Regions from separate parts of the Mus musculus genome. Here region 1 is linked to region 2. A link is a contact called in public HiChIP or PLAC-seq data. All regions are on one chromosome and are shown on one strand. Each heading gives the region's core, a stretch centred on a gene start, on an enhancer-like site or on the middle of the called end of the contact. The rest is flanking DNA. Distances are from core to core; before and after follow the strand shown.

Region 1 (4,343 bases), core at 1,332-3,831, 110 kb after region 2:
CGCTCGCATTCTCCCTTGACCTGTGAAAGCAGCTCTCTAATTCACGAGCGTCCTAATTATCAGTCCTCCTAGAAGCTCTTCCTCCGTGGTTCCCGAGAGCTTCAATTTGGGCTGCCTTAGTCCAGTTGTTAATAACAGGTGTTGAGTCTCGCTGGGCAAAGGGCAGAGGGCAAAGGACGGGGCTTGTTCGAATGTGCTGCTGAAGGCTGCCTTCCCTGTGCTGCTGACATGCTGATCCGTCAGCTCTCTCCCCCGCGGGTGCGTTCGGCCTCAGGAATTTATCTAAGTACAGTGATATCCACTGCACGTATCTCTGCCTCGTTCATAAGGATATATCGTCAAATGCCTAGCCAAGACGTAAGTGCACTCCATCTACTACATGCTCCTAATCCATCAGCACGGTGACCTAGCAGAAGAAAAACGTAAGCAGGGGAGGATAGAGGGAAATGAGGTTAACGTGGTCTGGCCAGCTGGCTCTCAGTGGTCCCTGACACCTTTCCTAATGGCCCCTCTCCTAGGTGGGGTTACCAATGCTGTGAGGAAACACCGCGTCCAAAGCAACTTAGTGAGGAAGAGAGTTCCTTGACTTATACTTCCTCATTGTTGTTTATCTTTGGGAAACAGGGCAGGACCTGGAGGCGGGAGCTGATGCAGACAGAGGCTGTGGAGGGCTGCTCTGCAGCTTACTGGCTTGCTTGCTCCTTGTGGCTTTCTCAGCCCAGGGCTGGCCCCGCCCACAATGGGCTGGGCCCTTCCGCATCAATCACCAACTTTAAAAGCTTCCCTATGGGCTTGCCTACAGCTCAGGCCTATGGGAGCATTTTCTCAATTGAGGCTCCCTTCTGGTGAGTCAAACTTATGGCAAGATGTCACAAAACCATCAACCCTGGTCAAACTGTTCCCAAATTCATCACTGGTAATGAGGTGACCTCTACCATATGGCACTTCTCCCTAAGTCCTGGTTAGTGCAATAACATGTTGCTTTGGAGACGAGGTCTCACTGTGTATCTCTAGCTGGCCTCACACTCCTGAGATCCACCAACCTGACTCCCAGTGCTGGAAATGAAAATCGTACACTACCATGCCTGGTACTCCCACAAGTCTCTGCACATTTCCAGTAAGAAAAGCAAGTGGAAAGCAAAGAAACAAAGCCACTGACATACGTTTTCTCTTATTTTAATTAGCAAATCTACAGGAAACCTTCATTGAATCAGGAGACATAATACAAATTATGGTGGTCTGTATACAAAATGTGGCACCAAATATGGCCTCTGGGGATGGTATATAAAAATAGGCATTTAAAATCTGCACCAGAGCTCAGTGTAGCAGCTGACACAGTTCTGATGAGGGTAGCCACGTGTCAGGCCCGCCTTATGAACAGTGAGAGTCATTGGTCCTCCAGGCTCTGGGTGACAACTATCAGCCCCAAGCTAGGGTCACAGGCAGGACACTCAAAAGCACCAGACGTACAAACCCAGCACGCTGGGGAGAACAGGAAAGAACATCCTGTTCCTAGGATTCTGGACCCTGATTCAAGCTCTGGGACTCTGGTAGACAAACCACCCTGACTACAGAGGAACTCTGGGCAATATTTAAATATGTTTTCCTAAGGAAGTGACCCAGTGCTAACTCAAGGTGGTTTTCTGCAGGCTAAGAGCCTGCAGCCCCCTTCAGGGCAGCTGATCAGAGTAAAGCACACTGGAGATGGTATGATCATCTCCATGCAAGATGTTATACTCAGAGAGGGTACAGAAGACAGCGAGACACCTCTGGTCCTTTGGGTGTGACCTCACTGAAGCCACATTCTGAACAAGGCATCAGAGCACAGAGAGATGAAGGACCCGTGCTCATAGTTCTTTCTCTGGCAGGGCCTCACATTCCAGCTGAGTGTGGCCAGGACTGCTGTCCACTGACTCATACATTCAGAAGGTCCCTGATTTGCCCATCTTGTGGCTCTGTGGAGAGGGGTAAGTGTCCTTGACTCATGTGTTGCTGTTGCCCACAGTCTGGCACTGGAAACAGACGGAGGGACAGAGATCCTGGGTAGGCAAGAGGAATACCAGGGGAGGCAGCTGGGAGGGGACAAAGCCCTTTGGGCTTTAAACGCCCATCCCACTGCCACTTCAGGTCCCAGAATCACTGCCTTCCTAGTGGAGTCTACAGAGGGAAGCAGCTCCCTCAGCCACCATGCCATGTTTTACTGAAAGCAGAGTGCTTTTCTCAGCCGCCCCAGGCTTAACTGTCTTGCTACAGGGTGATCTGACACTTTCCTCCACAGTGGCGAGGATCGAAGGGAGACATAAAGGACAGAAACATCTGAACCACCAACTACACAAAAAGCCAGGAGCACTCCTTGCTAATGAGGGCCCTTCTCTAGCAGGCAGCACATTCAGGGGACAAGCGCTCTGTATAAATGGGGCCTGGCACCAATTAGTACAATTTCCTACGTGCCAAGGTAACGGGTCAGTACCATGCCTAGTTACTATGGCTCTTTTGGGACACAGCTCCTTCACAAACTGTCAGGGCATTCTGTCTAGGACAAGGGGGAGATGGACTTTCCATCCTAAAGTGGCCTGATGACACCCTCTAGTGGAGATTATAAATAACACAGGAACGACACTAGAGTGGCTTCAGGGTTTCCCTGTAACATGGAACACAAATCACGAGCAGGTTATCTTTAGGAAGATAATCCCAACACACAAGTTCAGGAGTTTGCAGCCTATGCTGTGCACCCACCCTGGCCAGTGGCACCCCTTCTCAGTCTCTGGCTTCTGCACTGCCTGAGGAGGGGCTGTGCTGTGGTGGGAGTTGCTGGTCTCCTCAGAGTCTGGGCAGGCTGCCTGCTGGTGCCAGGATGATGCCAAAGACATAGAAAAGCCCCAGCAGGAGGTTGAGCTTGGCTGTCCTCTGGGGCAGCTTGTTGAAGGCCTGGCTGCGGAACTGCCTCTCAAGGGAGAAGGCCATGGGGATGGTGAGCAGGGGCAGTGCCAGGCTGATGCTGCAGTGCGTGGCCAGGATGGTAAAGATTAGGTAGGGCACAAAGAGCAGTGTGTTATAGAGGACATAGGAGAAGGTGGGCCCAATGAGGATGGCCAGCGTGACGATGCCAGCCTCTCGGTCAGATTCCATGTCCCTGGTGTTGTTGGAATGGAGAATGGCCTCCGTGCTGAGGGCCAGAGGGATGGCGTAGATTAGAGGGAAGATGGCCAGGGATCCCACCTGGACAGCGTAGGCAAACATCACAGCCAGCGGGCCGAAAGTGATGAGGATGACGAGGTCTCCCAGGGCCACATACTTGAATCCAATTCCTGCGGCCAGAAAAGCCAGAGAGGCGGTGTAAATCAAGGGCTGGTCCAAGAGAATACCATGTCTGAAGAGAGGCTACGAGGGTGAGCCGTCACTGGAGCACCCCCAAACGACCCAATGCAGACTCAGATTTCTGAGTCCAACTGCCAGGTACCCGCCAAGTTTGCCTTTTAGGATTTGTCCCAAAAAAAAGTTTCAGCCACACAGTGCCCAGAGCTCCGGGTACACAGAGATGAGAGGAGCCAAGAACATGCAAAAGGTTCTATGGTCCAGAGCATTGATTTCTTCTGCCCTTCTCCAGCCCTGCAAGGCAAAATGTACAGCTTGCCTCCTCTCCTGCCCGCCCCCCCTTCCCCACCGCCCCTGGGTCTTTTTTCTGTGTCTTTTTTCTGGTTTGAAAGACCCCAGTGAAACACCATGGCATTTCACAGCCTATAACTTCCATGGAAAGAAGCTGTCACCCACGTAAAGAGGAAAACAGTGGAAGTTACCATGCAGTGTACCCTCCGAGGGTCTCATCAGTCAAAACCAAATCACCCCTAGCGACCCTCTGCGCCAAAGCCTACCTAGTCCCTTCCTTTAGCACCCTCCCTCCAGCCCCAGTACTGTACCACATCTCACTGCCTTCCATCCAGGTCCAAATCAGGCTCATCTTACTCTGGAATACTGCCACACCCTCCTGGTGGCTTTTGATCTTGTAAGAACCTCTCACCCTATCCCAGCATCTTTAAAACTCCGGGTTTACCTTTTCTCCCAACACACACTCAAACTGTCAACAACCCTATGTCTTTGGATTCAAAGTCCCAGCATCTGGCTTGTCATAGCTGGCTCCCCAGTACTTGGCCCTGGGGCTGACCTGAACACAGAGCCACAGTAACAAACACTTCTAACTCAAGAGTACTTCCCACTCAGACTGGAACAGGTAAAGCCATGTGCAGTGGTGGGAGCTGGCCAAAGACATGATCTTTCAAACTTTGGTTGCTACAGAAACCTGTGAAGTCTTTGAATCTAAGGATGCTATAATGCTTAGCTTCAGG
Region 2 (4,224 bases), core at 644-3,143:
GTCTCCATCTCCCGGGGATGCTGGCTCTCAGGCTCAGCCATGTGGACCTCAGACCTCCACCTCCCACCTTCTACCCCAGCTCCTCTCCCATTTAATCCTGCAATCCAGGTTGCTCCAGCTACAACACTCACAAGACCCCAGCCTGCTGCCAGCCTGGGGGCCCTGCTTAACGTATCTTCTTTCTCTTGTCCTTTTTTAACACAGCAAGCTATCTTCTTGTTCAGTATGTATATCCTGTCTCCAGCTATGAGACCAAGCAAGGCTTGGGGTTTGTCTATTTGGGTGACTCATGAATCACAAACTCTAGGCCTGAGGCCAGTCTGGCTAACCCCAACACTGTTCGGATGCAGTGGGCTCTAGCAGCTGAGGCCCTGCCTTGTCTAGCTGGAGTGACCTAACCATGCCCAGCTTGCTGTGGTGGTGCTGTCCCTGTTGGCCTGGAGTCAGACAGACTCATCATGAAACACCTGTCACCCAGTCCTGAATGACTCTGAGCAGTTACCAAGTCTCAGCCCACCTCGGTTTACTCATCCAGGAAATGGCACCTTCCCCTTAAGTGGGGGAGGACTCAGGGAACCATGCTCTTGCCAAGCTAACTTTGGACGTCACCTACACTCAGTGGGCACGGACTTTTCTTAGCACCTTTCCTAAAGGATATGGCATCACTGTGATGACACTTTGAGTGGTCCAAGTCACCACTGAGATCTCAGTCACCAGGTCAGTGGGTGGGGCTAAGCTACTGTGAAAGGTCAATTTATCAACTTTGGGCATGCCTGTGGGGAGGATTGTCACGTTAACTCATATAGGAAAACTGACCACTATGGGCGGCACCATTCCTTGACAGGGATCCTGGAGTGTGTGCTAATTGGCAGTAGTGTGCATTGCTTCCTTCAGATGTAACTGTGACCAGCTGGTGCAAGCCCCCGCTGCCTTGAACTGCGATCTAATATAAGTGCTGTCTTCCTTAAGTTGCTTTTCTCAGGGTATTTTATCACCACAACAGGAAGCGGAAATAAAGACAGTGACAGCTGAGTCATGTGACTGAGCCACGGAGACAGCTCAGCCAATTCAGGAGGCCCCAGCAATGTTTCCTCATGACATAACCCTGAGTTTCCCACAGTACACAGGATTTGCTTCCGGTTTATGTCACAGTGTACACACTTGAAATTGCTGTGGTACACATCAGTGGATCAGACAGTGGGTAGGATCACTGTAAAGAAGGCTGCGCTGGGGCACAGGCTTCCTGTTCCCGTGCACAGCAGAGCTGGCCAGGGAAATGGAAGGGGGTCTCCCAGCCTGAACCAACCTCAAAACTCAACTTAGGTCCCCAAAGAGATCAGGAAGTTGGAGTAGGATCAGGTTCCAGTAAAGGTATGCATGTTCAGACAAGACCATCCTTGGAGATTTCATGGACTAAGAGAGTTCGTGTCCGCAAGCAGCCGTGTAAGAGAAGCCGTCTCTCCAGGGTCCCATAAGCCCTTTAATGACTGGCCTTCTCTTCTGACTACAGCCATGAAGAGGGCAGGGTTCCCCCTCGGATCCCCTTGCAGAATCCTGTGGAGTCGAACTCTGTGTGTGTGTGTGTGTGTGTGTGTGTGTGTGTGTGTGTGTGTGTGTGTGTGTGTTTACTACCTCGGGAAGCCTGAGACTCTAATCAGCATCATTGGCTAATCAATGCCTTCATTTTTCGCCTCTAAGCGGCCAGGGAAGATGGTCATTAAATACTCTTGTAGTAATTCAACAAATCACCGCCTTTTACAGCGTCTGAGGGAGGCAACTCAAGGCGTGCACCCAGCCGCTCTGCTCGCTCGCTCCTTACAGATGTCTCCAGCTGCCTAGCGGATCTCCACAGCCGCTGGGAGGGGCACCGGCGTGCAGCAAGGCTGTGCGGGAAGCAGGGCAGCAGACCTCCTGCATGCCAGGAGGGTTTCCCGGGAAAGCACTTTGAAGGAGGGAGGTCTTAGGGGGAGTTGGGGGAGGACCAGCTCGGAACTGATGAATTAAACATTAGCCGGAGCTTTCTAAGCAGCTGCTACCAGAGAGGATGTTTAATTAATAAAAACACACTCCAGGGGAAGAGGGAGGCTCCAAAAACAAAATAACCAGTCAAGACAGGCAGATGCCCCCTCGCCCAGGGCCTGAGTGACATGGCCGCTCACACCTGACCTCAAGAAGTGGGGGTGAGGGGAGATGCCTCTTCTTGGCCTCAAAGTTCAGGTCTGGGCTAAGACTGTCCACCTCATGGGAACTCTGGGCCTGTACCAGAAGCCTATGGTTGATGCTGTCTTCATCTCTAGTTACTGTATGATCCTGGCAAAGTCATTTCCCACTTCTGGACCTTGGGTTCTTCTCCTACGGTTCCCAGGTGGGGTTCTAGGGAGCTACAGTGCTCCCTGGCAGTGTCTCAGAGAAACCTTGGGTAGACGACATGCAAGTTTTTGAGGTTCTGAGCCCCAACCCCCACTCGGACCAGAGCAACTCTGCTTTGCTTTCATCTGCAAATACACCGTGCTTCAAGTAAGATGTCCTTTGAAGAAAGAACACTGAGGATTTTTCTGAAAAAAAAAAAATGGAAACTAATGGCTTAGATGTTCTCTCCTGTCTCTTCAGGAGCCTGGGCCTCAAAGTGGAGCCATCCCAATTGGACAGTCAGCCAACATCAAGCAGGAGGAGACAGCTGGCCTGTACCAGCTGCCAGGGCCCTGAAAGAAATCTAAAGAAGTCCTAACTTATTTCCAGGAGCTTCCAGCCTGCTATGGCACATAGATGGCACACGCACCATTACTTCTGTTGTCCACAGCAGACATTACTAATCAATCATAGCCCTCTCTCCTCCAAAGATCATATTACACTCACATCCTTTCTCAGTCTGGCTGCAACCAATCAGTTGCAAGTTCTAAGATGCCCCTCCCCCATCAGTCATCTACTTTTCCTCTAACAAATAGAAGTTTACCAAGGTGCTATGGGTTGCAGGAGGGAGAATCTCACAAAGTGGGAAAAACAAACAAACAACCTGCTCTATAGAATGGAGAGAAAGAGGCAGGCAGGAGCTGCACCACTCTTTGAGAAGCAGCATCAAGAGATGTTTTGGTTTTGGTTTTTTTGTTTGGTTGGTTTTGGTTTTGGTTTTTTTGGTTGGTTTTGGTTTTGGTTTTGGTTTTGGTTTTGGTTTTGGTTTTGGTTTTGGTTTTGGTTTTGGTTTTGGTTTTGGTTTTGGTTTTAGTCCAGAATAGTAGAAGCCAGCAGAGGGGAGCCGCAAGCCTGTTGATGTGTGGATGCTGCTTCCACATGGGCTGCTTTAAACAAGATTTCCTTTTCTAGAAGGGAGTTGAGATCGGTGAGCCTGCCACGGAGACTATGCTCTTCTTCGGCCCTGGTCAAACACTGAGGAAGGTATTGTCTCTATGACCTTCTGGCCTTTATCCCTATCCTGGTTCCCTCTCTCAAGCGTCACGCTTCCCCTGCCTGTGTTCTGCCTCCTCGGTCCAGACAGCTCATCCATGCCAACCTATATCTATCTCAGCACTGGGGAGGCAGAGGCAGGCAGACTCTGAGTTCAAGGCCAGCCTGGTCTACAGAGTGAGTTCCAGGACAGCCAGGTGAAGGGAAGAACAAACCACTTCCCCGGCAGCAAATCCTAATGTTGTAACATATGGTCACACTGTGGGCTGAAGCCACCCATCCCTTCCCAGACGCCACCTGACAGCACCGGCCATCCCCATTCCTTCCTCCTGACCCATGCTGGCTACAGATCCCAAGAGGCCATGGCTTGATGACAAGGAGCCCATCCACATGCCACTCGCGATGATAAAAGAAGTGTCTGTCCATCTTCATAAGTCTGTTTGTTTGTTTGTTTGTTTGTTTGTTTGTTTGTTTGTTTTCTGAGCTAGAAAGGCACTTGTGTTTCATAGGGTTGAGCTTATGGACATGTGTCTGCTAGACTCAGTCAGCTGTCATCCGGAATGTTCTTAGTCAATGAATGAGAAATCATGCCTGGCACATGGGACCCCACGGACTAGCTGGGTGGGTGGGGCTTCTCGGACTGTCATTCACAATACATCTGTCACGGGGAAAAGCAGCTCACAGAAGTGGGCACGATGGAGCCCGTGTCGGCAGCCAGGAAGGGAGAAGGAAGTGGAGAAGTGGAGGCCCCGGTGTAATGGCAGAGAAAGGATCTCGGGAGCTGACTGCAATTCTTTCCTTGTGCTCATCCCTCGTCTTAAC

What was found. HiChIP or PLAC-seq counts read pairs in DNA pulled down with a chosen protein or histone mark.
Region 1: an H3K4me3 HiChIP or PLAC-seq map of forebrain shows a contact between it and region 2, with 3 times the contacts expected there. The contact joins two enhancer-like sites. A contact is called at or near these places in 7 of 39 promoter capture datasets (the C10 cell line, the HPC-7 cell line, cranial neural crest and 2 more), 10 of 484 Hi-C or Micro-C datasets (the 63-12 cell line, the N1E-115 cell line, cerebral cortex and 6 more), 8 of 115 datasets of contacts at active chromatin or transcription factors (astrocytes, embryonic forebrain, embryonic midbrain and 4 more) and 4 of 9 other capture datasets (adipose tissue, embryonic stem cells, embryonic tail and 1 more).

The regions. Positions count from the first base shown.
Region 1 is chr4:148,433,335-148,437,677 of GRCm38.p6, forward strand. Ubiad1 (UbiA prenyltransferase domain containing 1) reads right to left here. Exons shown (of 2, transcript NM_027873.3): 2 at 1,161-3,308. The coding sequence ends at 2,821. Among named protein-coding and RNA genes, the nearest start is that of Ubiad1, 9.3 kb to the right of the region's middle. Within about 2 kb of position 2,582, at least 44 of the 459 cell types and tissues checked have an H3K27ac peak or open chromatin away from gene starts, as enhancers often do. A contact at or near this core is called in cerebral cortex, cortical neurons, forebrain and 1 more, where this site is marked.
Region 2 is chr4:148,325,593-148,329,816 of GRCm38.p6, forward strand. No RefSeq gene overlaps it. Among named protein-coding and RNA genes, the nearest start is that of Disp3, 40 kb to the left of the region's middle. Within about 2 kb of position 1,894, at least 55 of the 459 cell types and tissues checked have an H3K27ac peak or open chromatin away from gene starts, as enhancers often do. A contact at or near this core is called in cerebral cortex, cortical neurons, forebrain and 1 more, where this site is marked.